Linked DNA regions of Mus musculus: region 1 is linked to region 2. The links are chromatin contacts, called in public Hi-C maps. All regions are on one chromosome and are shown on one strand. The core of a region is the stretch at or near the end of the contact, and the rest is flanking DNA. Distances in the headings are between cores, read along the strand shown.

Evidence for each region. A called contact is a pair of places that touch in the nucleus more often than the background predicts.
Region 1: a contact with region 2 is called in a Hi-C map of uterus, with 2.8 times the contacts expected there. The contact joins two enhancer-like sites. A contact is called at or near these places in 2 of 484 Hi-C or Micro-C datasets (nephron progenitors and uterus).

What each region holds. Positions count from the first base shown.
Region 1 is chr9:106,076,695-106,079,424 of GRCm38.p6, forward strand. Col6a4 (collagen, type VI, alpha 4) reads right to left here. Exons shown (of 38, transcript NM_026763.2): 4 at 178-765. Among named protein-coding and RNA genes, the nearest start is that of Col6a4, 19 kb to the right of the region's middle. Within about 2 kb of position 1,442, at least 2 of the 459 cell types and tissues checked have an H3K27ac peak or open chromatin away from gene starts, as enhancers often do. A contact at or near this core is called in uterus, where this site is marked.
Region 2 is chr9:105,757,287-105,759,986 of GRCm38.p6, forward strand. Col6a6 (collagen, type VI, alpha 6) reads right to left here. Exons shown (of 37, transcript NM_001102607.1): 14 at 1,006-1,077; 15 at 877-903. Among named protein-coding and RNA genes, the nearest start is that of Col6a6, 69 kb to the right of the region's middle. Within about 2 kb of position 1,340, at least 6 of the 459 cell types and tissues checked have an H3K27ac peak or open chromatin away from gene starts, as enhancers often do. A contact at or near this core is called in uterus, where this site is marked.

The DNA.
Region 1 (2,730 bases), core at 192-2,691, 320 kb after region 2:
CGTGTCTTCTCTTTTCTTTTCTACCTATGAGCTCTCTACTCATCCTTCAAGGCCAGCTCGGACTTCCTCTCCTCTAGGAGACATCCCCAGATGCTCCCGTGATTATAGGCCACCCTTCCCCTTCGGAAGCACACTGCTACATTGCAGTTCAGTGGTAGATGATTGAACGGGGCTTACTTTTCATCTGCCTCTCCACCGTGGAACACAGGGCCTGAAGGAGGGTTCCTGAGAGCGCCTGCAAGATGCTGAAGTTTTCTGTGGTGAAGAGAAACTCCTCAAACGGCTCGTTGGCTATTTTCTGCAACTCTTGGACATCTTGAATATTGATCCCTACCACAAACACAAAGACCCCGTCTCTTTTCAGCTGGTCAGCCACATCCTGGACCTCATCACTGGACTCCCCATCTGTCACCAGGACAACTATCTGAGGAACCCCATCCTTGGCACGGCTGCCACTCATCTCAGTCAAGGAGTTGGCCCTGATGAACTCCAGGGCGCTTCCGGTACTTGTGCCCCCCATGCTGTAGGGCAGATTCCGGATCCGATCCAGGACGGCGCTCTTCAGAGAGGACTGCTTCAGCGGAAAGGCTGGGTAAATGTTGTCACTGTACTGGACCAGCCCCACTTGCACCTGATCGCTTCTGACGTCGAGCCCCGAGACAACAGAGTGGAGGAAATGCTTCACTTTCTGGAAGTTCTGGAGTCCGATGCTAGTTGAACTGTCCACCAAAAACACAATGTCAGCCGGGGATGCTTCTGAGCACGCTGTAAAGAAGGAGGTAAACAGAGCGAGTCTCAGAGGGTTTGCTGTCAACGCCTAGAATCGGTAAAGCATGGTGCTGAACAAAAAGAAGGGAGAGCGGAGGTGTGCTGGTGGTGTCCCCCACTCATCTTCCAAGGCTTCAAGCCTGCCCGACTGCTGCTGCTCCTGCCTCCAGCCTTAAAACCCACTGGACAATCCCCAAACTCGTGGCAAGAAGGTAAATCTTTTGCAATTTTAACAGCATACTGAAAGAGGGATGGTCTTATCCCCAGTCGAGATAAGCCATCTGTCTCCCCATCTTGTGATGAAAACCTCCTCTCAAGGCACTTGCTGGCTAGAACACATCCCATTCTCTTTAGTAGGTCTCACTGCCCATCTAGCACTTAGCAGCCCTGTGGTCCGTCACTCTTTGAGACTTTTCTTCTCCTGCCGCTGAAATCTGTACACAGTCCCTACCTGCTCAGGGGCATTTTAATGATCATCTACTATATCAGACATCGAGACTCTGCTCAGGGCCTGCTGATTCCTTTTGACCATTTCTGAGCATTGCTCTTTGGAGGACTTCCTTCCAGCCACTGTCTTTTTCTCAATTTTACAAAAGCCAGATTCTTGTTGTGCCTCAATTCAGGGTCAGGACAACCTTGAGACGTAACATCTGCTCTTAAGTTCCCACAGAGCATGTGCTGTTAGGTTCCCACAAAGGGTCAGGACAACACTGGCTTTGTGGAACTTTTGGCAGAGTTCACACAGGCCCTTCCTTCCTTTCCTCTGCATCTCTGTCCGGCATAGCCTTATTGACTGTCCCCTTAGAGGGAAACCTAATTAAAGTATGTCATTCCAGTTCTTGCCATGGGCTCTGCTTCTGCAAGCACTCTAACAGACCTGCTCTAGACAGTGGGTCTAACTGTCCTGGGAAACAACTCTCTAGCTCTACCACACCCTCGTGGTGTCATTAACCTCAGGTTCCTTATCTGAGAAATGCAAAAGTAGCCATGCTAACCATCCTGCCTATTTACAAATTGGAGGCCATAGACCAGCCTAATGAGAAATGTAAACAAGGCTGGAAGTAGAGCCATGGTTCTCAACCTGGGGGTTCAAAACTCCTCTGGGGGGGTCAAATGACCCTTTCACAGGGGTCTATTAACACCGCCAGGAAACACAGGTGTTATACTACGATTTATAACAGTAGCAAATTACAGTTATGGTATAGCAATGAAAAGTTTATGGTTGGGGGCAAGGGGGGGGGTCACCACAACATGAGGCAGTGTATTAAAGGCTGAGAACCCCTGCTGTAGAGCAGCAAGCTGGTGGTAGTTATGACTGCATACATAAGACATCTTTGTAAACTTTGAAGTGCTATTTTTAAAGTATATGACCTCTCACACACTGTCAGGTTTTAGCACATCTTCCAGGTTATATGCTCTTAAAGGGAAATATCAAAATAAAGAGATAATGGAGGCCTGTCCTCTTGTGGAGTTTGATGGGACCATGTACAGTCATCTCTTTCTCTGCTTGAAGTTTTATGCCTTAGGAAATCGTGTGCAGGTGTCCACAAGTCTACAATGGATGCATTAAGAAAAATTTGAAGCCGGGCGTGGTGGCACACACCTTTAATCCCAACACTCGGGAGGCAGAGGCAGGCGGATTTCTGAGTTCGAGGCCAGCCTGGTCTACAAAGTGAGTTCCAGGACAGCCAGGGCTACACAGAGAAACCCTGTCTCGAAAGACCAAAAAAAAAAAAAAAAAAAAAAAAAGAAAAGAAAAATTTGAAAAACAAAGCTGTGTATTTTCCAGTAAGGCTGAGTAGCCAACTTATGACGGATTTTCATCAGTTTGGGTCCTATCAAGGGCAGAAGGAAGTCAGAGACAGGCATGTCCTCTCACAGGTGCCAATGGGCAAAACAGTAGGAAGTGCACATGGGTAACCTGGGTTACGTAGCCCGTGTGCCCAACTTTGTAACCATACA
Region 2 (2,700 bases), core at 90-2,589:
GTGAAGTCATGGATCTTGGTGGAGAACCCACAATTTTACTAATCTAGCAACTCCCAAACAATACTCTAAACATTTGTCCTCGTGCCCCAGGTAAGTGTACTCCTCACACCTCCCACATATCAAAGAAACTTCCTTGCGGCAACAGACAGAGGCAGCAGACAGAGGCTATTACAGAAAGTCACAACCAATCAAAACACAGAGTTTTGAAGCACAGACATAATGGATACACCTGCAAAACACTTAAGGCCTTAGGAACATTGTGGGAAAGGAGGATTGCGAAAGCCAGGAGATCAGAGGATTTGCTGTGAGATTGTGTCTCCTAGTAACACCAGAAGCTACACTCATAAAATCTCACCAACATGACTCCATAAACATGAGTTACACAAGGATAACAGTAATAGAAATGTCAGGATGAATGGAAAGAGCCCGCAATCCTACACAAAGAACTATAGTCAACTAAGAATACAAGCAGGAGAAATAGCGTTCCCCAGAGAAGAGTATAGTAACTGGTCATCCAACATTAAACAGTCAACTCTGAAAACACATAGACAAAGAATATTATACAGACTGAGCAGGCTGTCTTTATATGCATGTACATATAGGCTTGCAACAACAATGAACAACAACAACAAAAAAGAGGCCATGGATTTGAAAGAGAAAGAGGAGCATTATATGAGAGGGTTTGGATGGAAGAAAGGGAAGAGAGAAATACTGTAATAATCTCAAAAAACAAAACAAAACAAAACCTTAAATAAAATAGCTGATACCAAAAATAAATAAATAAATAAATAAATAAATAAATAAATAGATAGATAGATAGATGTGAATTTCTGGATAACTGAAGGGTAAATAAAATGCAGGGCCTGGTGCCATTACCTCTTCTCCACTGAGTCCTCTGGTTCCCTGAAAATGGAAAGGACAGCAGTGTGAGTGTGGGAAATGCAATGGGCTGCCAGGACGACAGGCAGCACAGCGAGGCGTAGGTAGGGCTTACAGAGTCCTTACCTTAGGCCCTTTGGCACCGAAGCATCCCTTCGTGCCTTGCTCTCCCATTGGCCCAGAGGCTCCTCTTTCTCCCTGAGGAAAAGCAGAAAAGCACACATCCAGATGAGTGTGTGCTAGTGTGATCTGGGATCTGTCCTGGACACCTGACAAGTGGTTTTATTTTATTTTGGTTTTGTTTTTTAAGAAAACATCTGTCTGCTCATGACTTACATTCCGGGACTCCAGCCTATGAAAACAAAGAGTGGAAGTAAATCTGATCTACAACGATGACAACCCTTTGCTCTGGACGCCATCCGCACACTGCCGGCATGGAGCTTCCCCTTCCCCAGGTGGCCACCACATTGCTCCCTTTAAATTTCCTTACCATGTGTCTTCACTCTGCCCTAGGCTAAGATTCGGGACTCTTTGCCCGGTCCCTGTGACTTTAAGACTTTGACCCAAGACCTCGGTCTGAGCATCGTTACCCATGATGCTGTCTGGTCCTGCTCCTTTGCTCACCCTCACTCACTGTCCACAGCTAGACACCAGTGCATCTTCTTCAGGGGACTTCTACACTGTCCAGCCACACTGACCACCTGCCATTCTGCCAACCCCCAGTCCCAACCCTTTGACTCCATTACTGTTTTGAACACATGGTTCCCCTTTGGGGTAGAATAAGATTTCCCACATACTTTAGCCGGAGGAACGCCTTGTTATCCTCCATGTGTCTGCCCAAGTGTTACCCATTGTTTTGTAACTTTTTCTTCTCAGGGTCAACTCCAACCGGGTTGGCCTTCAAGCCACTAGGTTTCTATTCTTGCTCAATACCGTCAACTCCCTGTGCCTCCAGCACAGTCACGGGTAGAACAGCTGGACACACTTCCCTTGTTTGTCTTCTCACTAGTGTGGAAAGGTCCCTAAGTTATTTTTGTTCTGTATCTATTTTTTTTCTCATTTCTGGGGTACTTACACTGCTAGGGTGCATATGCATTGGATATGTGCATCAGTGGGTTTTTTTTTTGGAAACAATGAAGTGATCAGTAAGAAGCTTAAATATGTACTGTCAGACGAATGCATAACTGGATGCATAAAAAGAAAAAAGGAAGGAGAAGAAAGGGAGAAAAGGGAGATGGGGAGGAGGGAGGATGGAGAGGGGGAGGAGGAAGGGAGGAGGGAGGGAGAAGAGAGGGGAGGAGGGGGCTGGAGAGACGACTCAGTGGTTAAGAGCACTGAGTGCTCTTCCAGAGGTCCTGAGTTCAATTTCCAACAACCACATGGTGGCTCACAACCATCTGTAATGGGATCTTATGCCCTCTTCTGGTGTGTCTGAAAAGTGCAACATTGTACTCACGTACATAAATAAATATTTAAAAAAGAGAGAGGGGAGGAGGGAGGGAGGAGAGAAGGAGGAAAGAGGAAAGGAGAGAGAGTGGAGAGAGAGGGAGGACAGAAGGAGAGAGGGAGGGGGAGGAGGGAGGGGAGGAGGGAGGGGAGGAGGAAGGAGGGAGGGAAAGGTTTCTGATAAATTATGTGGTGCATTGGTTTAATTACTAAATGACCTGGGCAATTGGCAGGGGTGTGACTCCTAAGGCAGAGAAACTACCTTTCACACCAAGTTAACTGTGCAGTGTAGGTGGGTAACCACCTCTAAGAAGAAGTGTTTCTCAGGCACAAGGAGGGTCAGGAAAGACCCAAGACTGCATCTGAATCCTCAGA